5 separate regions of the Mus musculus genome follow, and regions 1, 2, 3 and 5 are each linked to region 4. Evidence: chromatin contacts called from public promoter capture Hi-C data. All regions are on one chromosome and are shown on one strand. Each heading gives the region's core, a stretch centred on a gene start, on an enhancer-like site or on the middle of the called end of the contact. The rest is flanking DNA. Distances are from core to core; before and after follow the strand shown.

The links. Promoter capture Hi-C pulls out the DNA fragments that hold promoters and counts their contacts. Capture Hi-C pulls out chosen DNA fragments and counts their contacts.
Region 1: a contact with region 4 is called in a promoter capture Hi-C map of liver. The contact joins the promoter of Micos13 here to the promoter of Ticam1 in region 4. A contact is called at or near these places in 14 of 39 promoter capture datasets (the 3T3-L1 cell line, the C10 cell line, the HPC-7 cell line and 9 more), 4 of 484 Hi-C or Micro-C datasets (B cells, CD8 T cells, Th1 cells and 1 more), 16 of 115 datasets of contacts at active chromatin or transcription factors (bone marrow-derived dendritic cells, bone marrow-derived macrophages, double positive thymocytes and 11 more) and 4 of 9 other capture datasets (adipose tissue, embryonic stem cells, liver and 1 more).
Region 2: a contact with region 4 is called in a promoter capture Hi-C map of second pharyngeal arch cranial neural crest. The contact joins the promoter of Safb here to the promoter of Ticam1 in region 4. A contact is called at or near these places in 16 of 39 promoter capture datasets (3T3-L1-derived adipocytes, the C10 cell line, the HPC-7 cell line and 11 more), 5 of 484 Hi-C or Micro-C datasets (B cells, CD4 T cells, the HPC-7 cell line and 2 more), 27 of 115 datasets of contacts at active chromatin or transcription factors (the 230-238 cell line, CD8 T cells, DN3 thymocytes and 21 more) and 3 of 9 other capture datasets (adipose tissue, liver and pancreatic islet).
Region 3: a promoter capture Hi-C map of embryonic stem cells shows a contact between it and region 4. The contact joins the promoter of Catsperd here to the promoter of Ticam1 in region 4. A contact is called at or near these places in 18 of 39 promoter capture datasets (the 3T3-L1 cell line, the C10 cell line, the HPC-7 cell line and 12 more), 4 of 484 Hi-C or Micro-C datasets (B cells, CD4 T cells, Th1 cells and 1 more), 19 of 115 datasets of contacts at active chromatin or transcription factors (CD8 T cells, bone marrow-derived dendritic cells, bone marrow-derived macrophages and 14 more) and 1 of 9 other capture datasets (pancreatic islet).
Region 5: a contact with region 4 is called in a promoter capture Hi-C map of adipose tissue. The contact joins the promoter of Zfp119b here to the promoter of Ticam1 in region 4. A contact is called at or near these places in 1 of 39 promoter capture datasets (embryonic stem cells), 2 of 484 Hi-C or Micro-C datasets (CD4 T cells and reprogramming fibroblasts), 3 of 115 datasets of contacts at active chromatin or transcription factors (embryonic limb bud and embryonic stem cells) and 3 of 9 other capture datasets (adipose tissue, liver and pancreatic islet).

What each region holds. Positions count from the first base shown.
Region 1 is chr17:56,607,036-56,611,520 of GRCm38.p6, reverse strand. It overlaps Micos13 (mitochondrial contact site and cristae organizing system subunit 13), which reads left to right and starts at 1,750. Exons shown (of 4, transcript NM_153152.4): 1 at 1,750-1,881; 2 at 2,498-2,675; 3 at 2,829-2,883; 4 at 3,680-4,069. The coding sequence starts at 1,853. The coding sequence ends at 3,777. It also overlaps a transcript of Rpl36 not described here.
Region 2 is chr17:56,583,412-56,587,559 of GRCm38.p6, reverse strand. It overlaps Safb (scaffold attachment factor B), which reads right to left and starts at 2,578. Exons shown (of 21, transcript NM_001163300.1): 1 at 2,210-2,578. The coding sequence starts at 2,398. Safb2 (scaffold attachment factor B2) reads left to right here and starts at 2,975. Exons shown (of 21, transcript NM_001029979.3): 1 at 2,975-3,286. The coding sequence starts at 3,116.
Region 3 is chr17:56,626,107-56,630,483 of GRCm38.p6, reverse strand. It overlaps Catsperd (cation channel sperm associated auxiliary subunit delta), which reads right to left and starts at 2,341. Exons shown (of 22, transcript NM_175350.3): 1 at 2,234-2,341. The coding sequence starts at 2,295. Lonp1 (lon peptidase 1, mitochondrial) reads left to right here and starts at 3,581. Exons shown (of 18, transcript NM_028782.2): 1 at 3,581-4,003. The coding sequence starts at 3,611.
Region 4 is chr17:56,274,448-56,278,796 of GRCm38.p6, reverse strand. Ticam1 (toll-like receptor adaptor molecule 1) reads left to right here and starts at 2,030. Exons shown (of 2, transcript NM_174989.5): 1 at 2,030-2,103.
Region 5 is chr17:55,943,243-55,947,681 of GRCm38.p6, reverse strand. Zfp119b (zinc finger protein 119b) reads left to right here and starts at 2,423. Exons shown (of 4, transcript NM_146249.4): 1 at 2,423-2,510. The coding sequence starts at 2,508.

The DNA of each region.
Region 1 (4,485 bases), core at 501-3,000, 330 kb before region 4:
TCCCAGCCCTGCACCCACACACAGGGAGGCTCGCCTTCCGTGTGTGAGCCTTAGTGGGACATAATGAAGATGTCCTGCTGCCAACATCCTTCCTTCTTCCTCAGACCACTCACTCTGGTCATTCTGGGAGTGGGGGGAAAACAAAGCCCTGGGCCCCTTAAAGGGTCCTCCAGGAGCCAGTCCAAACTGCCCAGTCTGCTCAGCTTTGTCCCAGGTCCTGGGCCTGTGCACTGGCTGAGTTCTTGCTTGGACGCTCTTCCCTAAAACTTACTTCTTTCAAATCTTAGGTCCAAAGATACACTGTCTAAGCGCTACTGGCAATGCCACATGCTACCTTGCCATGTTCTAGGCTCCTCTCACCCATTCTTAGTCATGAGGGTTGGTTTATTTTAGTTCTGGGTGAAAAGGAGAAAATGTCACCATAGACACTGGACATGTCTGTAAAAGCAGGAATGAGGAGGCCCAGGCAGGAGAATTCAGCTTTGGTCCATATGAGTTCCAGACCAATCACGTACAAAGAATAAGACCCCGTCTAAAAAAGAAAAAAACCCACAAAGCTGGGTGATGGTGGAACACACTTTAATACCAACACTTAAGAGGCAGATGCAGGCAGAGCTGTGAGTTCGAGGCCAGCCTGGGCCACAAAGTGAGTTCCAGGACAGCCAGGACTGTTAGACAAACCTTGCCTCAAAACAAGCAAGCAAACAATAACCAACCAAAGGCAAACCAAACCAAACCCAACACAAAAATAAGTAATAAAGAAATAAAGTTGTGTGTGGGGGGGGTCTTGTGTATGGTTGAATCGGAATGACCCCTACAGTTTCATGTATTTGAATGCTTGGTCCCCATTTGGTAGAACTGTTTGGCAAGGATTAGGAGATAAGTTTTCTTGGGGCAGGGGTGACAGTGGTGTGGACTTTAAGGTTTCAAAAGCCCACACAATACCCTGTAGTCTCTTTCAGCTTATGAGCCACAATGTAAGCTCTCAGCTGCTGCTCCAGCGCCATCCCGGTTTGCCTGCTGTCATGCTCCGCGTTACGATGGTCATGGTCCTCTGAAACTGGAAGCAGAAAACTTTTCCTTCTATTGAGTTGCCTTGGCCATGGTGCTTTGTCAGGACAACTGAGAAGTAATTAGGACAATAGGTCTCCATAGACAATTACAAGGCATCCATGCATCCATGGTGCACATCTGCTCAAGCTCACCTTGCAACCGAACAGGGATCTACATGATGTCCACTTGGCCGCTAACCCCTCCTGCGGCACTTCGCACCCCAGTGTGGCTCCTTGTACTCCGGACCACCCACCGCCAACCCGTTCTCACATGACCCCAAGACTTCTACCCGGCAGGGATCCTCCAGCGCCTTGGCCTTGGCAAGTCAACAACCTTGGCAAGCGTCCATCTCACAGGCCATCTGTAGCCTCTCCAAGCTTCCTAGGTTAGAGCCACACCCCTAACCGCTCACGTGAACCAAAGGCCTGCTTCTCTGGAACAATCCAGCCCTCGCGTTGCCGTGGTAACCATCACTTAGGCTTGCTTCACCTGGGGGACACTCAATTCTCCGCGCGGGCGCGGGGAATCCGACCAGTGTCTTCCGAGGGCTCGTCTCTGTCGTGCCTCCAGACTACATTTCCCAGGAGCCTTCGCGGCCTAGCCCTTCTTTGGTCTTCCGCCTAACTAATACATTTCCCAGAAAGAATTGCGGCAGCCACGGACCTCGACCTACAAGAGTCTAACTCCATTGCGGCTGACAGCGACCACTACATTTCCCAGGAGTCTCAGCAGCGACACCAACCGGAAGCGGCGGGCGAATTACTTGTCCTTGCGCGGCGAGTGAAGCGAGAGACTAACCATGGTGGCTCGAGTGTGGTCGCTAATGAGGTGCGTGGACAATCGTGGAGGCCCTGAGAAAGTTCGGGGCTGTAGGCATCTCTGCCTCGTGGCTTAGGGTCCTGCGACGGCTCACTTCCGGTTGTTACGGACCTTTCTCACGGTCTGTGTAGGGAAACTGGCTTCAGCCAGCCCTTATCACCCTACTGCTTCAATTTACTCTTAGGTGCAATTCAGATGCGTAGGCAATCCTGCCCATCTCCCTCCGTAGCTGACTTGAGTAACTTGCGGGGAAGCTCCGCCAGACACCCTGGAAGGTTTTGTACCAGGGATCTTGAGTGTCCATTATCCTTTGCAGGGTTTCGAATGACCCACCCTGTCTCTCTTTAAGACTCCGTTTACTGCTAAAAGTCGTGTCACAAAGGCAAATGAAATGATCAACTGGCCGGGAGTGGTGGCACACGCCTTTAATCCCAGCACTTAGGAGGCAGAGGCAGTCGGATTTCTGAGTTCGAGGCCAGCCAGGTCTACAGAGTGAGTTCCAGGACAGCCAGGGCTACACAGAAACCCTGTCTCGAAAAACAAAACAACAACAACAAAAAATGATCAACTGTCTGATCTCTGAGATCCTGCCCCCCACAGCGTCTCCCTTCATGTATTCCTGAAGGTTCCTCATTAAGGGAAGTGTGGCTGGAGGAGCAGTCTACCTTGTTTATGACCAGGAGCTGCTGGGGCCTAGTGACAAGAGTGAGGCTGCCCTGCGGAAGGCCGAGGAGGTTGTGCCACCAGCAATGTACCAGTTCAGCCAATATGTGTGCCAGCAGACAGGTCTGGAGATGCCACAGGTACCTTGGCTGGGAGTGGGTGGCCTACAGGTTGCTTCTGGGTGTCCTTGGGGCCTCCTCCACCCCTGCTTGGTGGAGTTTTGTGTTTCTGGGTTTGGGAGACAAGGCTGTGACCTGTTTCCCGTGTCAGCCCGTGTTCCTCTTTCTTCCCAGCTCCCAACCCCTCCAAAGATTAAATTTCCAAACTTCCGTGATTCCTGGAACTCAGGTAGGCCCCTATGCCCCTGCTTGGGGGGATGCCTGGGCACCCCAGCCTCTCTCCCAGCCCTGTTTACCTCATTGACCCTTTCTACTCCTCCATGTTTTCCTGTTTGTGTGCCTGTATATCACCTATGGAACTAAGTAGAAAGGACTGGGTATGGTGGCCCATGATTGTGACTTTAGTATTTGGGAGGCCGAGGCAGGAAAATTGTAGTTTCAAGGCCAGCTTGATCTATAGCCAGGACTACACAGGGACATCCTTTCTCAAAAATAGGAAAAACAAAATACTTAAAAAAACCCTAAGGGGTTGGGGTTGTAGATCAGTGGTAAAGATCTTTCCTAGCATGCATAAAGCTCTGGGTCCTGTCGTCAGCACCCCATAAATCAGGCATGGTGTTTGTAGGTCTGTCATCTCAGCACTCAGTGCAGGCAAGAGAATGAAGGATTTCAGGGTCATCTTTGACTACATAGGGAATTCCAGGCCATATGGGATATATGAGACCTTGTCTCCACAAAGAAAAGCTGGATATTGTTATACACACCTATAATCTCAGCACTGGGAAGAGCTGAGGCAGAAGGACTGAGAGTTTGAGGATAACCTTGGAATATATTAGTGAGATGAAACCTTTTAAAACAGAGCATAGGGAAGGGGTTGTGGTTTAGATCCACACTGGAACTTGTCCATCAGGAAAGGCTAGTCCCATTCCTCCTCCATGTACTGCTCTTGCACTCCCCAGGGGTTGGCTGGCTGAGTGGCTCTGGCAAGGTGGGGACCTTATGGCACCTGTGTGCTGTCTCTGCAGGCATCATCTCAGTCATGTCAGCCTTGTCGGTGGCCCCCTCCAAGGCCCGAGAATACTCCAAGGAGGGCTGGGAGTACCTCAAGGAACACAGCAAGTAATGGATGCCACCTGCCCCAGCATTATGGGGGTCAAGACCAGGATGGCAGAGACATCCCAGTGGGGACCTCACTCTGAGGGCAGCTTCCAGCATTGCTGGCCCAATAAAGGACTTGGGAATGGTCCCCAGCCGGTTTTCTGGTGGGGGGGGGATGTAGAGCCTTTGCTTTATGGGCAGAGTCCTGGCTAACAGGGATCTCTATGTTCCAGATGTAATGTTTGGAGCCCAGAAAGATTTTAGTTTTAGTTTTTTGTTTTAACTTTTAAAAATTTTGTGTGATAAAAACCATGACCAGAAGTAGCTTGGATAGGAAAGGGTTTATTTCAGCTTGTTACTCTCAGGTCATTCTCCATCACTAAGGGAAGTTAGGGCAGGAATCTGGAGGCAGGACTGAAGTAGAGGCCATGGAAAATTAGTTTATAGGCTTGTTCTCCATGGTTTGCTCAGCCTGCTTTCTAATAACACCCAGGACCACCTACCCATAGTCATCAATCAAGAAAGTGTCCCACAGTCCAATCTGACGGAGGCATTTTCTTAACTTAGTGCTTGTGTGGGTGTGCTTGTATATACACACTGGCACTGTCTGTTGTGAGCTCTCCATCATGGGTGCTAGGATCTGAACTAGCCATGGAACCATTCTTCCAGCCTGTACAATGGAGTAGGTACTGTGGTGCGGGGAGCCTGGACTTGGGGCCCTTAATAGGGGCTT
Region 2 (4,148 bases), core at 1,329-3,828, 310 kb before region 4:
GTGGAGACAAGCACAGACCAGGGTCCCTCTGCAACCCCCAAGAGGACAATGAGAACAGCACCCTAAAGCCAACCCTCAACTTCTAGTCTTGAGAGAGCTTGGTACTGCCAAGGCTGCACAGTGCCTCACCAGCAGGCCGAGCATCACCCTGGCCACCCCCTTTCACACCCTGTATGTTCTGTAGGTGACACCAGTGTAGGGAGCTTCTTGCCCATTCCAATAGAGATGTAGTGTCCTTAAAAAACAAACAACAAGCTGGGCAGTGATGGCGCATGCTTTTAATCCCAGCAGGGATTAAAGAGGCAGACGGATTTCTGAGTTCAAGGCCAGCCTGGTCTACAGAGTGAGTTCCAGGACAGCCAGGGCTACATAGAGAAACCCTGTGGGGGGGAGGGGGGGGACACGACGATGACACAACCAACAAACCAAAAAAAACCCAAAAACAAACAAACAAAACCCCCAAAAAGCCACCAAACCAAACCAACTGAAAAGAGTGCCTGACGTTCAGTAGGTAGTGTGCCTGCCCTGGCCTCTAACTTCCACACCTCATCTCACAAGCAAGTAATGTTATATGCTGTACATGTTCACAGTACATGAGAGGCCAGAAGACAACCTCAGCTTTCTCTTAGGTACCATCCACCTTGTCTTACAGACTTGACTGGACTAGTCAGGCAGTGAGCCTCAGGGATCGTCCTGTGTCTGTGAGCACTGGGATTGCGGCTGGCACCCCACCTGACCTTTACTGTTGGTGCTGGGCACAGAGCTCAGGCCTTCACACTGCTGCCCTCTCTGCTTGTCACAGTGTCTTCTCTCAACAGCAACTGGTGACTGACTTTGGATGGATCTAGGAGGGTTAAATCTCCAGTTCCTTGTGCAAGGGATGACTGGGCAGATGACAATGTCTGAAAGCTAGAGGGGACAGCTTTTCAAGGTGTAACACAAACAAAGTCTGCTTTCTAAGGTGGAGTAAACAACTACAAAAGCCAAAAGGGGGCCCTGTGGAGACTGAGCTTGTTTACCTGGACTAGACTGCAAGCCAAGCAATGCCTACCCTACCCTGAAGGCAAGCTACTACTGCCTTGATCTGAGGACACTCAGAAGAGGTTAAAGGTCTTCCTGACAGAGAATCTAGGCCACAAAGGAAGGCAATAGAAATGAGCCTCTTTCTCAGGGGGCTCAGTTTGAGGCTGGAACTAAATCCTCCGACTCCCACCTGACCACACAGAATGGAGTGTTATAGCAGTTGTGTGGCAGATGGTTCCAAGGGCCTCTGCAATATTGGGCAAGCATGTTACCTCTGATCTATGTGTCCAACCCCTTTTTTTTTAAAAAAAAAAAGAGACAAAACAAAAACCTACTATGTTTTACAGAAAGGCTTTCACGCATCCCAAGATGGCCTCAAACTTAGGATCCTTCTGCCTCCACCACTCCCGGCCTTAGGAAGTATTTGGGATAAAACTTAGGGTTTTGTGCATGCAAGGTAAGCACAATACCAAATGAGTAGCACACTACCAAATGAGTAGCTCTTGGACCTACTTTATACTTTGAAAAAGGCTTAGCTAGCCCTGAACTCTAATATTCAGGTTGGTTTGGAACTCCTCTACAGCCCAGGTTGGCCTTGAACTCACATCTGACTTACCTTTATCAACAGAAAAAAACGTTCTTTCCTTCCATCTCGTATCTTCCCCTAGCTTAGTTCTAGCAAAGAATTAGAAACAATTTATTTTTCCGCTTTGTTTTTGTTTTTTGTCTCCCTGGGCTACCTACATCCTCCGGCTGTCTGCGAACTCTGAGAGTTTCTCATGTTTCATCTCCACCACCCCTGCCCCCAACGTCACTGTGTCTTCCCAGATTAAAAGAAAAGAAAAGAAACAAAAACCACCTGTTCTGCCTCGGGGGCCGAAAAGGGACTTGGGATCGAATCCCGCCACAAGCTGACCCCACTGGATGACCTTGGCCGAGTCCCCTTCATCCCCCTTTGGGGTTGGGACTAAGCAGTACAGGGAACGCGGTGTCATCGATCCCCCGAACCCGTTCGTGGTGTTATTTCCCTCTGGTCGCATCGCTGGGGGCGTCGAGATTCGAATCCTTGCACCCGGCGCCCGCGGAGCCCCAGTATTAGCGCCCAGCGCGAAGGCCAACGGGCCACTCCGGGCCCGGCGGTGGGTGTCGCCATGGCGACCATGGGGTTCCCCCCCGCGAACCTCACCTTCTTCAGCCGCTCCATCAGCACGCTCTTGTTGCCGCTCGAGTCGAGGTTCCGCTTCTTCAGCTCCGCCCGCAGGTCGATCACCCGCAGGTCGCTGAGCCGCCGCGTCCCGGTCTCTGACGCCGCGGAGCTCACGGCCGCCGCGCCCGCCGCACTCGCGTCTCCTAAACCCGACAGAGTCTCCGCCATTCCAGGGACCCTGGTTCCGTCGCCCACTTCACACAGAACCGGGTCAGTGGGTTTGCGTGAGTGTGTTTTTTTTTTGATTTGTTATTATTATTATTTTTTTGAATCTCGGCCCTCTTACCACAAAATGGCGCCGCCTGAGAGGGAACCGCTTCAGCCTCCCCGGAGGCGCACCTCGACACTGCGCAGGCGCCGCCGGCGCGAGCCCTACGCTCTCAGACGCCTTTACCCAAGCGCAGTGTGCGCGGCGGCAGAGACGACGTAGGCGCGCCTCGCCGGCTCGCGCTTGGCCGCGGACCAAGACGCATGCGTGCTACAGGTCGTGCGCCTGCGCATCACTGTCGGAGCGCTGGCCGTAGAGCGGTGGCGTGCGCAGCCGGGCAACGCTGCGAGAGGCAAACGGGGGTCAGTGAGCGTAGCGAGGCGGTGCGCGTGCGCATTAAAAAGAGGGTGGCGACGGGGCCGGGGGGGGGGGGGGGAGGGGGGGCTTACGACCGGTTGCGCATGTGCACTTGTACCCGCGAGGCTCGAGACTGCTTTGGCGTGCGACCTAGGAGGTGCGTCAGAGCTGTGCGCCTGCGCAGCCGCAAAGGGAGGCGGGAGGAAGCGAGTGCGTTTTCCTCTTCGGCAGCGCCATTTTGTACTACCTCCGAGCCGCCACAGCTGGTGCCAGCGAGTGGAGGGGGTTCCGGAGCGAGTTGGGAAGTCGCGGAAGCGAGGATGGCGGAACCCGGGACCGGGTCGGGCGACCCCGCCTTTGGTCCGGGCGCCTCGGAGAGTGGGACGCGGCGGCTCAGCGACCTGCGGGTGATCGACCTGAGGGCGGAGCTGAAAAAGCGGAACCTGGATACGGGAGGCAACAAGAGCGTGCTGATGGAGCGGCTGAGGAAGGTGAGGGAACCCGAGTGGCGCCGTGGACCCGGGCACGTAACTGCCCGCGCAGACTCGGGCCGGCCTTCCCACCCCGAGCCCCCCCCCCCGACTTCGGTCTGTGCTGTCAGTTACCGAAGCAGCCGAGGCTGTGTGACCTTTACTAGTCGCTGCCCCTCTCTGTGTCTCGCCTCCCACTTGCCCCGGGATTTGCAGGAAGCCGGGCCTTGTTGAGTAATCGGGTGGCTCTGGGCACGTCTCCATGATGACCTTGCACCTGCAGCTGTCTTTTCCGCCACCCTAGTTTTACTCTTCTGGGGAATCTATCAGTCAACCCCACTGTTGGCGGTGCCCAGTGTCTCTGCACAGACCATGTTCGCTCCCAGGTCCGGTCCCCTCGCGCTTCCCTGGTCTTGGAGCCTAGTTGTCATCTCGAGTCAGCGTAAGATGTCACTTTCCTCCCCCTAGACAAGAAGTCTTGTCTACTGCCCTTCAGCGCTTGACACAAGCTTGCCTCTGTGGAACAGGGTCCTTGAGGGTTAGGGACTCCTGATTGGCTGCAAGTAGAAGGCGCCAGAATACTTTGAGGGAAAATTGGCCAGCGCTTTCTTCTTCGGTCTATGTTGTTTTTCCTTATCAAAAATCAGCGCCTCCCCTCCCACGCAAAACTTTTTTTGGAGAGCTACTGTGGCCCAGTGTGGCCTTGGACTTGCTGTGAAACCCAGACTAGACTTCAGCTCTTGGTCTCCTGCCCCCCCTTTTCACTTCCAAAATGCTGGAATTAAAGGTTTGCTTTGTTATGGGAGGCCTTTTGAGCGCCCCATTCAGCTCTTTGCCCTGCCTGAATCAAGGACAGGTTTCCTACCATCATCCCTGTGTTTGA
Region 3 (4,377 bases), core at 1,092-3,591, 350 kb before region 4:
ACAAACCCAAGCGAAGAGGCCTTCCATGCTCTGCTTGGGGATGACCCAGGGGGTGGGGCCCTCACTGTGGGAAGCCGCCCCCACATTCGCCGTTACAAGATGGCGCTGACAGCTGTGTTCTAAGTGGTAAACAAATAATCTGCGCATGTGCCAAAGGTAGTTCTCCACCCCATGTACTCTGCCTTCCCCGTGACGACAACTCGGCCATGGGCTGCAGCCAATCAGGGAGTGATACGTCCTAGGCGAAGGATAACTCTCCTTAAGAGGGAGGGGGGTTTCGCTTTCGCTTTTGGGGCTTTGGGGGCTTGCTCTGCGCTCTGGCGCTCTGGCGCTCTGGCTCCTAAAGATGTAAACAATGGGGGGTTTACACTCTTGCTCCTGAAGATGTAAGCAATAAAGTTTTGCCGCAGAAGATTCTGGTTTGTTGTGTTCTTCCTGGCCGGTCGTGAGAACGCGTGTAAGACCTCACACTTCCTGTTCTGGGCTCTCTGCCTTTTATATCCCATCCCATGTACAATGCTGGGGAATCGAACCCAGAACCTTCGTGGGAAGGGGGCTCACTTCTTTGGAGGGGGTCTCCCCAGGCTCTTTTTATTGTTTATTCAGAGACAGGCTGACTAAGTAGCCCAGGCTAGCCTGAAACTCCCAATCCTCTTGCCTCCACTTCCTCACTGCTGTGATGGCAGGCATGGGTCACCTGCCAGGTTTCTGTGGTGCTGGAGTTGGTCCTGGCTTCACCAGGTGGGTCAGCCCTCAGCCCAGCGAACTCCAGCTCAAGCCACACCAGCAATTACTTTTCACAAGTATTTCTTAAGTTTCCCTACTTTGTTGTTGGTGAGCTTTTTTTTTTTTTTTTTTCTGGTTTGTAGCAAACAACTGCCTTTTGGGTGTGATGAGCCACTTGGGAGGTTGAGGTAAGGCATTGTATTCAGACACAGATCCGGCTATGTTGCACAGGCTGGCTGCAAAACTCACAGCAAGGGACTGCCTTGCTGAACTCCAGTGATGATAATCTAGAATTCAGGGCTTAAGAACTGAGGTCCCCAGGGGACAGTTAGTTAGCAGCCTCCACGACAGGATGGCTTTCTGAGCTGGGCACCAAAAGTGGGAGACTTTTCCTTTCTCAGCAGGGCTTCCCTGTCTCTTCCTGTCTTTGTTTGGACAGTGTCCTTAAACACAGGTGGCTGGCCTCTGAAAAGTGACCAGCTGCAGAACTCAGCACACACAGCCTGTTCTGGCTTCCCACCCACATGACCCATTGGCCCTTTCCACCTGTACCCCTCAAAAAAGCCCTTAAAGCCGGGCGTGGCACACGCCTTTAATCCCAGCACTCGGGAGGCAGAGGCAGGCGGATTTCTGAGTTCGAGGCTAGCCTGGTCTACAAAGTGAGTTCCAGGACAGCCAGGGCTATAAAGAGAAACCCTGTCTTGAAAAAACCAAAACCAACCAACCAACCAACCAACCAACCAAAAAAACCCCCAAAACCAAACCAAAAAGCCCTTAAATACGCTCTCATCCCTGGAAGAATACAGCAGACATCCCACTGCAGTAGTCTCCAGAGATCATTTTGTCCATATTCATGGCTGTCTGAACCCTCCTCTCCACCTCTGCCCCTTTTGTCCCCTCAGGCTGGTGACCTCCGGGGAGAAAAGTGGGAAGGAGGAGGGCATACAGAGACATACTTGCATGTTAGCGATCAGAGACACTGCTCACCATGGCACTAAGCACAGCATACTTCCCAACATGCACTCAGCCTCAACAGCCCATGGCACTGCTGCTGAGCCAGGTAGGGATGGATGGTGGGACAGATTGCAGACTGCACAAGGAACTTAGGTTTGACGCATGTCCAAAGCCCTGGCTCCACACCCAGAAATGGATTTTAGTGATTTGCTTGGGAGAGATATGCCAAATTTGATTTCTACAATTGGGCTGGAGGGTATGCCTGGGCTCCAACAAGAACCAGCCCCATTCCTCCTGTCATAAACCTCCCAGCAGGGCTGGAGAGATGGCTCAGTGGTTAAGAGCACTGACTGCTCTTCCAGTGGTCCTGAGTTCAATTCCCAGCAACCACATGGTGGCTCACAACCATCTGTAATGGGATTTAATGGCCTCTTCTGGTGCGTCTGAAGACAGCTACAGTGTATTCATATAAATAAAAAAAATAAAATTGAAATATCATTTAAAAAAAAAAAAAACCTCCCAGCAGCAATCCAACCCAGTTAGGCAGTTGTACCGGCACAGTGTGTGAGCCCTGACCATGGTGGCCACTGCTGCTGCTAGCATCAACACCAGCATCTTGCCTGGTTCTCCACAGCTAACACTGCTCTTCAACCGCCAAGCTTGAGAAAGTGTCTGAGCATGCGTGAGGTTAGGCCGCTTCTCTCCTACCCGCCTCTTGTCTGGGCACGCGCACCAGGTAAGAAGGCCACTAGCAGGACCTTTTGGACGTGTCGGACAAAAGCCCGGTTAGGTCTACGCAGAGGAAACTGGAAGGAGTGGGCATGCGCAATATGGAAGCAGAGCTCGCACATTTCAAACCTGAAAATTACACCCAGGTTCCCAGATCCATAAGTCAAAATCCAAAGCATGCCCAAACTTCAAGGAGGTCACCACAGCACTAGCATGAGCACACGTGGGTGTGGAAGCAGAGCTTTGGGCATGCATCAATCCACTCCCTGCTTTGTGGAGCCGGAGCATGCACACGGGTCTCTTGGGACGTGTCCTGGAAGCTTCAGTGTTTTGGTAAGTGCCTCACGGACCACTGACAACAAAGGCAACGCTGAGCAGGCGCACCTGCGCACGGCCTTTAGCATGCATACTATACGAGAGGCAAAAGCCCTCCAAGCACGCCTCCTCCAGTGTGGAGTGAAGATGCCACCAACTGCGTAGGGAGATGTAGTAAAACCTGTTGTTGTGTATCAACAAAGAACGCTGAAAAGACTAAAGTTAAAGGAGGGGTGCGCTGTACTTTTCTTCCGATGCCTTCAGAACACAGAATTTACCCTGTAAAACCTTTTTGATGGCAGTAGAAAAACAGAACGCAGTACTAAGGTACAGCTTGGACAGGACAAACCAGTAGTTGTAGGAACTGGGAGGGGCCACGCTTCTTCCAGGCCCCCTTCCTAGAGCGATGCCCCCCGCCCCCTCCGCACAAGCTCCAGTCTGGAGTCACCGCTCTGGCCACGCCCCTATGTCAAGCCCCGACCTTTGAGCCCGCCTTCGGCCATATCCCTGATTCCAGTTCCTCCAATCCCTGCCTGGTGGAGCGCCCCCCATTCGGACCACACACCAGTCCTGCTTTCTCCGTCATGTTTCCTCAAGCTTACTACACCTCTCACTTTTTCATCCAGATCCTCAAAGTCCTCTCTAGAACATCCTTCATCGGGCCACGCCCCCTTGCCGTCCAACTCCAAGCCCCGCTCTGAGCCTTGAACCACGCCCCTACTCCGCCCTCCCATCCCCAAACCCAGTCTCCCTCTGACCACGCCCACTCACTCACCTTATTCAAGCTCCGCCTCTCCAGCCCGAAGCACGCGAGCGTCATCACGTGCGCAAACGGGGGGCGAGCAGAGATGACGTAAGTGCGGTGCGCCGTCAGTATGGCTGTTCCATGGCGGCGAGCACAGGCTACGTGCGGCTCTGGGCCGCTGCGCGGTGCTGGGTTCTGCGGCGGCCGCTGCTGGCTGTCACCGGAGGCCGGGTCCCGAGCGCGTCCGGGTCGTGGCTGCGCCGAGGATGTCGGGCCTGCGACATGTCAGCTCCCTGGGGCGGCCGCGTTCTTCCCGGCGGGGTCCAGTGGCGGGGGCTGTGGGACTCGGGCAACCGCGGTGGCAGCGACGAGACCTCCGAGGGCGGTGCGGAGGACGGGGCCACGGCGAGCACCGGGGAAGGCCCGGTCGTCACAGCGCTCGCGCCCATGACCGTCCCGGATGTGTTTCCTCACCTGCCGCTCATCGCCATCACCCGCAACCCTGTGTTCCCGCGCTTTATCAAGATCGTGGAGGTAACCAGAGCCCCCGCTCCCCTGCTCTGCTAGCGGGACCGAGTGGTCTCTCAGCTCCCTCGCGTCTAAGAAACTTTTGGAACCGCACTCCTGCTTGTCATCGCACCACTCTGAGGCAAGAGGATACCACAGTCCTTGGTGGCTCACTTGGACACAAATTCTTCCCTTTTTCTGGTCCTTCAGGACCCGAGATAGTGAGTGTAGAAATCCCAGGCCGACTAGCAACAGAGTATAGTTATTTCGCTTCCATCCTGGTGAAAGTTTTGTAACGCCTTCTCAGCCTTGTTCAATGGTGTAGAGTTTATTCATTGAGACAGCCTTATGTATCTTTTGTCTTGAGACATTCTCCTTTTTCACACCCTTAATTACCCGCG
Region 4 (4,349 bases), core at 781-3,280:
CTGCCTATTTTCCCTCCGTCTCTGTGATGTATGGAGAAGGGTCAGTGTGACAAGCTGAGCCTGCCAAATATGCCCACAGTCTGTTCCCCTTGATCTCAGGGAAGGTGGGGACAAGAAGATCTGGAGTTCAGGGTCATCCTTGACTACCTAGTAAGTTTGAAACTAACCTGGGCTACTTTGAGACTATGTTTCAAAACAGCAAAACTCGGGGCAGGAGAGCTGCCTGCTGTGGTAAAGTGCTTGGAGTTGTTTGGTTTGCGGTAGAAACTGAGAAAACTTACTTCAGAGACAGAAGCTTAAAAAATAAAAGCTTTATTTTCTGCACTGGCAGGGAGGTGGCCAGTTGGGGATCTGAACCCTGATGAGAGACTGCACGACGCTTTTTATAGGATGGGAACACAAAGCGAAGGGGACCTGGGTACTGACCAATCATATCTTGACACAAAGGGTTAAACAAGGACTTAACACTGGTGACTAGGTCTTATCTGGGTCACCTGGTTTCAGGGTCCTTGAGTCAGCTTTTACAGCCTAGTCCCCTCCTGGACTCTGACCTGGAATCTAGTGTGGTGAAGGACCAAAGGAGTGGGTGAGCCGCAGTAGTCAGTTAAATCAAGGCAGGGACACACTAACGACTTGTGTGCTTTAGTTTGGATAACTGGAGAACAGCATCTTCCTTCCTTACAGCCTTCACTGGCTAACAGACAAACATGAAAGATCTAAGAAGCAGGATAGGAGTTGTATTCTGGGGCCTGGGAACATGAACTCAGTCTTGACCCTGCCAGCAAGATAGAACTTGTTTCTGAGATGGCTGGACTCAGGAAACTGTCTCCTAAAGATGTGACCAAGAGCAAACACTTGATGTCAACCTCCAACTTACACAAATACGTGTGCATATGTAAGCATGAAAATGTGGAGAAGTCCGTCTGCTACCTGCTTTGGGGAGATGAGTGTCCAGAGTCTGGGAGAGATTGAGTTCAGTGGCATGAGGCAGATACTCCTGCCTAGACTCCCCAGCAAGAGGGTGGGGTGGTTCTCCTTTGTGCACCTCATCTTCCAGTCATAGTCCTCTGGGAACTGCTGCTTTTCTGTTTTCACAATTTAGTTTTATCAGTTTTAAAACATGCCATAGGGCTGGAGAGATGGCTCAGTGGCTAAGAGCACTGGCTACTCTTCCAGAGGTCCCCGAGTTCAACCCCTAGCAACCACATCCATCAGATGTGGCTCACAACCGACTGTAATGAGATCTGATGCCCTCTTCTGGTGTATCTGAAGAGAGCCAGAGTGTACTCATACGTAAAATAAATAAATAAAGCTTTAAAGTATGCCTGTAATCTCACCATCTAGCTGAGCTAGGAGGATAGCCCCAAGTCCCAGTATGCATACACAGACCGTTTCTCAAAAGTAAATACCCAGAAATCTCCGACAAATCTTTGTGTTGTGTCTCTGTGACGGCTCAGCAAGTAATGGTACTTGCGGTTCTTTGACCTACATTCATACATGCCTGCATGCACATACATACACACAACACCAAGTAAAATCAAGTAAAGAATTAAAAATATTTACAACCTAACAGTTGTATAAAACCTTGTGGCCTCCAGCACTTCTGTTTACTTATCTTGTATGAACTTATTTTTGAGATGGAGGTCTCACTCTGTGGGTCAGGCTTCCTTGGAACTCTGGGCAATCTCTCTGCTTTAGTTTTCTGTGTGATGCTGGACTGACAAGTGTGAGTCATCAGGTTCCCAGTGCACTTAGCCACATGGTGCTTTGCGAATCCCCAGAGTATGTCACTAGCTGAGCTCTTTGGCTAACAGCTTAAAGTTCTCTGTGGGCGGAGGGTTCCTTCTTCCTTTCCCCAGCTCTGGCCTCACAAAGTACAAGTCCTGCCTAGTTCCACGTGGCGCCAGGACACTGGGCGGGAGGGCAGGGCTTGGCTCAGCTAGATAAGATTACACGCTGACTTCATCCCCCCCCTACCCCCCCCCCCAGACCCGGAAGGGAGGAAGGGGCGGAACCGAACGCTCCCTCCTCCCTTCTCTCTCCTCCTCCTCCAGCAGCCACCAGGGACCGGGAGATCTACCAGCTCAAGACCCCTACAGCCAGGTAGGATGAAGGCAGAGGGAACAGGACGGCGGGCCGGCGGGCATAGGGTCGGGAATAGATGCTGGGCCGGCCACCTGCAGGCTGCCAGGTTCCTCAAGTTCTTTCCCATGGATACTCAGATCCGCAATCCAACTCCTAACTCCCAAACCAGCCCTGTGACCCTGGGTGCTCGCTCAGTTCCTAGTTACCCCCCCCCCCCCCCAACCTCCATGGCTAGATCTTCTAAGTCCCAGGTCTTCTCCAGCCCCAACAGCGAATCCTCAACCCTCTCCACCCTCAATCCCTCCCGTTGTCGCTATTTCCTGATCAGATCTGCTTTCTCTACCTCAATGTTCCCTGTCAAAATTCCTGCCCCAGACTAACACAGACACCATCTACTACTACCTGTGGGGACTGGCTTGCTGCACCTTCTACAGTCAACTATTTCCGGCCCCTGGATACATGCAAGGTCACCCTGGCAGTACAAAGTCCCTGAGTTCCAGAGCTGACAGTCAGCAGAGCCTGGAGGAGGGCCCCCCTGTGCCAGAGACTAAGTTCTGCCAGGGAGAGAAGGCCAGGGAAGAAAGAAAGAGGCCTATTTACCCCATCCACTCACCATCCACCCATCCTGGTTTCTGCTGTTCTGGGGATATCACACAGTCTCTTAGGCATGCTGGATGCTTTTTTTTTTTTTTTTTTTTTTGAGACAGGGTTTCTCTGTGTAGCCCTGGCTGTCCTGGAACTCACTCTGTAGACCAGGCTGGCCTTGAACTCGAAATCCACCTGCCTCTGCCTCCCAAGTGCTAGGATTAAAGGCCTGAGCCACCATTGCCAGACTGGCATGCTGGATGAGTGCTTTACCCACTGAGCACATCTCCTCCCTCTTCCTAACTCTCCCCTCCCCCTCCCCTTCTCCTTCCCTCCTTCTTTCTCTCTCTCTCCTTACTCTCCCCTTTCCTCTTCCCTCTCTCTTAAAAATAACTACCTTTATTTTTGTGTCATTTGTGTTATTTGTATCTTTTTTTTTTTTTTTTTTTTTTTTTGGTTTTTGAGGCAGGGTTTCTCTGTGTAGCCCTGGCTGTCCTGGAACTCACTTTGTAGACCAGGCTAGCCTTGAACTCAGAAATCTACCTGCCTCTGCCTCCTGAGTACTGGGATTAAAGGCGTGCGCCACCACGCCCAGCTGTGTTATTTGTATCTTAAGACAGGGTGTATCACTATGCTGACCAGGCTGACCTGGAACTTACCTAAGTGGACCCTGATCTCTTGGGTTCAAGAATCCTCCTGTTGTTGGGCAGTGGTTGTACATACCTTTGATCCCAGCACTCAGGAGGCAGAAGAGGGTGGATCTCTGAGTTTGTTTTTTTTAAAGATTTATTTATTATATATAAGTACACTATAGCTGTCTTCAGACATTCCAGAAAAGGGAGTCAAATCTTGTTACAGATGGTTGTGAGTCACCATATGGTTGCTGGGATTTGAACTCACGACCTTCGGAAGAGCAGTTGGTGCTCTTATCCGCTGAGCCATCTCACCAGCCTGGAGTTTGAGGCCAGCCTGGTCTACAGAGCGAGGTGCAGGACAGCCTGGGCTACACAGAGAAACCCTGTCTTGAAAAACCAACCCCCCCCCAAAAAAAAAAACCCAAAAACAAAACAAGAAAGAAGAAAGAGGGCTGGTGAGATGGCTCAGTGGGTAAGAGCACCTGACTGCTCTTCCAAAGGTCCGGAGTTCAAATCCCAGCAACCACATGGTGGCTCACAACCATCCGTAACGAGATCTGACTCCCTCTTCTGGAGTATCTGAAGATAGCTACAGTGTACTTACATATAATAAATAAATAAATCTTTAAAAAAAAAAAAAAAAGAAAGAAGAAAGAAAGAAATCCTCTGTCTCAGCTTTTCAGATATAGCTTGGACAAGAGGAAGCTGCTGCCCATACATGGTGGAGGCAGGAGGATCAGAAGTGTAAGGTTATGCTGGGCTACATAGTGCAAGGCCCAATCCTGTCTTAGCGACAAAAAAAGCAAATAAAACACAAGTACTGTGTGTCCTGCTCTGTTTTGTCTATTCACTGCTCAGTGTGTCAATAAACATTTCTCTCTCCTGTCTGCTCTCTTTCTCTCCTCTCTCTGCTGCTATCCTCTTTCCTGGCTGGGAGCTGAATGCAGGGCCTCATGTATGACAGACAAGCGCTCTGTCAAGTCAACTGCAGCTCCACACCTCAGTGTGCACTTATTAGGCACTGGCTGTGTACCAGGCACTGTC
Region 5 (4,439 bases), core at 1,174-3,673, 330 kb after region 4:
GTGATTTTTAAATTTTTTTTGTTTGTATTGATTTCTGTTTAAAAATTCTGAATTTGCTGGGCAGTGGTGGCACATGCCTTTAATCCCAGCACTTGGGAGACAGAGGCAGGTGGATTTCTGAGTTCAAGGCCAGCCTGGTCTACAAAGTGAGTTCCAGGACAGCCAGGGCTATACAGAGAAACCCTGTCTCGAAAACAAAACAAACAAAACAAAACAAAACAAAACAAAAATCTGAATCTGTGCCATTGAGACATGTGTGAGCAAACATACCATAGCACATATGTAAAGGTCAGAGGACAAGTTGGAGGAGTGGCTTCTCTCCTGTGTATTGACCTCAGGATATCACACTTGATTGCAAGTGTCCTTCCTTACTGAGCAAACTACCTGGTTCCTCTCACAGTATTCCCTTCTGATCCACCTATTTCAGTATGTTGGTTGTAGTAGCTCTACTTTCATTAAAAACAAACAAACAAACAAACAAACAAACAAACCAACAACAAAAAAACCCGGGCACTCATTCTAGAGCCCCTCCCATGTGTGGCCAGAATCCACTGAGCATAATAGAAAAGTTATTTTGAGGAAGGGTCTGGCTAAGTTAACCAAGTATTTTGTAAACACAGCCTGTAGTCATACCAGGCCTTAAACTTGTGATGCTTCGGACTCACCATTCCATGTGGTGGGATTCCAAGAACAGACCACCACTCTTGACTCTAAATGCATGTGAGAAATTAGCAATTTGTGTCGGCCTTTTTTCAAAAGGTAGTTTAGCTAAAGGTGTTTCAATTATGGTTTTAAAAAAAATCAACTTTTGGTGCCATTAGTAGTTTATTATTCCCTATCATGTAGCTGTCATCTCCAATCTCTCCTACTCTTTCTTTCTCAGCACTAGCTGTCCATGAATTGATTCTTGGGTTCCTATTTTCATATGTGTTTTTGTTTAGGTTGGAGGTGGGTCTTTGGGGAGCTAGGCCTATCCAAGGCTTTCTCAGATGCCCCGATGAAAGCACCAAGGGATCATTGCTTTTGTGACCTCTCCAAGAGCAGACTTGGGAAGGTCTGGTCTGGTGCTTGGGCAAGCATCTTGAAGGAGTCAAAGGAACCACGGTCTTCAGTTATCAGTCTCATGGGTATCAGTCTCATGGCCAGTGTGTGCTCACTATGAGGTATCTATCCTGTGTCCTTCTAGCCAACATTGCTAAATTATCTTTCTGCTGACTGTCTCATTCTCCACCTATAGTGTATCAGAGCTGTATATCATCTGAAAAAACTTGCTTAACATGAGCCATCATGTTATGCAAGACATAGTGACCCCAAACTTTCTATTTTTGTCTTCTCCTCCCAGGTTCTCACCCTGGTCACCTCCCCTTTGGGGGCCAGAATAGTTGGTGTTTGGGTTCATAGACCAAGCTGGTTTAAACTTTTTTTTTTTTTGTGAGACAGGATTGCTTTGTGTATCCCTCCCTGGCTGTCCTGGAACTACTCTTTATACTAGGCTTAAACTTTTGATGTCCTGACTCCATTTCCCAAGTGCTGGCATGATGAGCCAGTGCAACCACTAAAGGCTGGGAATGTGTGTTTTGGCTACCAGTGTTTAACTGAGAGAAGTGTGAGCAATTTAGATGAGTCTTTTTAAAAAATGGTTGATGCCCGGTGAATATCAACCAGGAGGTTTAAATTTGACCTGGATAGTCTGGGTGCCCTTTTGGCTGTGAGGCAGGTGGATCACTCCACTTGAGGTTGTTTAGTGATCTGTGTATGCTAGAGACCTTGTGCCTAGATTAAATAGCCTCCTGGGTGCAGCAGAGCAGGGACGACTGCAGTCCTGCTGTTAGGAAACATTATATAGTAAGGTGAAGTAGCTTTGGCAGATCGAGCCGAAGTGTGTCCTGAGAAATTACGCCATGCATCTGGTGTAAAAAAACTTTATTGGGGGTGGGGGTTGGGGGACTGAGGTCCTGGGGAAGGGACAGAGGCAGAGAAGTGGACATGACAGACAGAGAGAGAAAGAAGCGCACACGGGGAACAGAGAGACGGCCTGCTGAGTAGGGAGAGAGCTCCGGTGGCTTAGGTGGATACATTCATCCTGAAACAGACCGGGCGCGCCTGGTGGCATCAGCAAATGATGGCATCTGATGACAGAAGTCTCTGCTAGGTCCCCGAGAGTAGGTTTGTGGACCTGCCTGTACGCTAACAGGCGCAAGTTCTGTGGCGATATGTCCCTGTCTCTCCGCGTCTGGGACAGTTCTGTGCCTGAGCGGAGACCAGGACTGGGAACCACTGTGCTGTGACACTTCACAGCCCTCGGTGTCTAGGGGAGCTGTCACTCATTCCTCACTAGCCAATCACGGCCGCATGGATCCGCTAGCCAGAATGGGGAGAGCACTTCCGTTCCCTAATACTAAAGGTTCGGGCTCGGGTCTGAGGGAGGCTCTTGTGGTTCTGTGTCCTGGTCTGCCACCCGCTGCCGGGAGCTGTGAGGAGAGCGGGGCGAGCTCGGTCTCCACGCCATGGTGAGCGGGGCCGCCGTCCCCACGCGGGGAGGAGCCGCGGGAGACTGTGTTGGGTTCCTCCCGGGGTGCGGGAACCGGCGGTCAGACTCGCCGCCCGGCGTGATTGCGTTTGTTCACCTGAGGTCCCTGCACCTCCGGAGCGGAAGCGCGACGTCTGACTTCGATCCCGGGCTGCGCCTGCGCAGAGTGTGGGGCGCGGGTCCTGGAGTGAAAACATCCTTGTTGCTGACGTCACCATGCAGTGAGCGCCTCAGCTGCTTTTCCTGTGTCCAGGGAAGGCAGATATGCTGACATGGAGAACCCTAGTTTCTCCGGTGTCTTCTACAAGTTCTGCACTTGGCACTTGATGTTCAGGAGTAGGATCCGTCCGCAGTTAGCTCTGTGCAGATGCAAAGTGTTTGCCATCGACACAGACTTGTAGATGCCTTGACCGTCCAGTAACGTGTGTTAGTAAGGCCAGGCTCACTGGGTTTCCTGGTCTCTTTCATCAACATTTACTCTATTTTACTTGTGTATTTTTTTTTTTTTCTGTCTAAGTTTGTTCTCATGTTCTGTTGATCTCTATTCTTTCCCAGGAAGTACTGTGCAGGCAGGTTTTTCCGGTTCCCTGAGAGAACTGGGTGGGGAGGGAAACAAGGGATAATACAGAGAAAAGATACATACTTAGATCTGAGTTTGGTCAGGCAGTGGTGGCGCACGCCTTTAATCCCAGCACTTGGGAGGCAGAGGCAGGTGGATTTCTGAGTTCGAGGCCAGCCTGGTCTACAGAGTGAGGTCCAGGACAGCCAGGGCTACACAGAGAATCCCTGTCTTGAAAAAGCCAAAACCAAACCAAACAAAAGAACAACAACAAACAGAAAAAACATAACAAAAAACCCCTGAGTTTGCAGGCCTCCAATTGTTTAATCTCTACTTAGACAAGGTAAGGAAGGTTATATTAAGAAAACCTGTATCCCAGCCAAAGGAGTTGTCTCTTCCCTATTTGGAAGAAATATTTTCTATCTTTTGTCTATCTGTCTGCTTATTTTTTTTTCTTGCTGTTTATATTTTCTTTCTTTATTGCAGCTGTTTGAGGTTTTGATGTCAGGTTATCGCTGTGTTTAGTATATGTCCAGTTTTGTGTGTTGATTATTTTTTTCATTCTTGGTTACTTATTTTCATCAGTTTCCTTTGGTATCAAAAATGGTGACACTTTTTATTGGGCATTTGTTGAATTTATAGCTCAAATTCTGCATTGTGATATTTTAGCATACTAGCCAAGATGGCAGCATACTACACAGTTGCTTTCTACTCAAGGTTAGGTCATTTCCTGCTAAGGTGAGGCCATCTTCCATCTTCTCAAAGGTTAAATGTAAAGTGCTACAGCCTTTTCCTTAGAAATACCCTTTTACGAGGTTGGCATAAACATAGAAGGAGATGGTACCTATGTCATGGTCTAGGCAGGTAGACCTCCCCACAGTTATGGAATAGAAGATAGATGTCCATGGCCTCAAGCAGAGACAGTTGATTCCATCCTTGTCTTACCATATAGATTGTATTGTGGAAGGCACGCTTTGTCATCTACCTATTTTACCTTCTCAGTCCTCAGACTCAAAGTATTGCTTTGCCTCATGTTATTCCAATTGAGTATGATCTGAGCTGTGATCAGACAGATCTCCTTGTTGGCTGGAATGTAAGACTTCCACATTTCAACTAGTTAAATAGTTGAATCACATTGAAAGCCTTGATAACCTTGTGTTGCACGTCTGCACAGCTAGAAATGCAGCTCCCACACGGCATCATCTACAACAGTCACACTTTAAGCACGCGAGAGAGTGCCTTCATTGCTTCCTCCTGACCTCATCCAAGGTTTTCCAGGTTCCATGAGGGAATGGTGCAGGGAGGGAAACGAGGAATAATACCATGTACTCAGAAAAAAGATAAGGACTT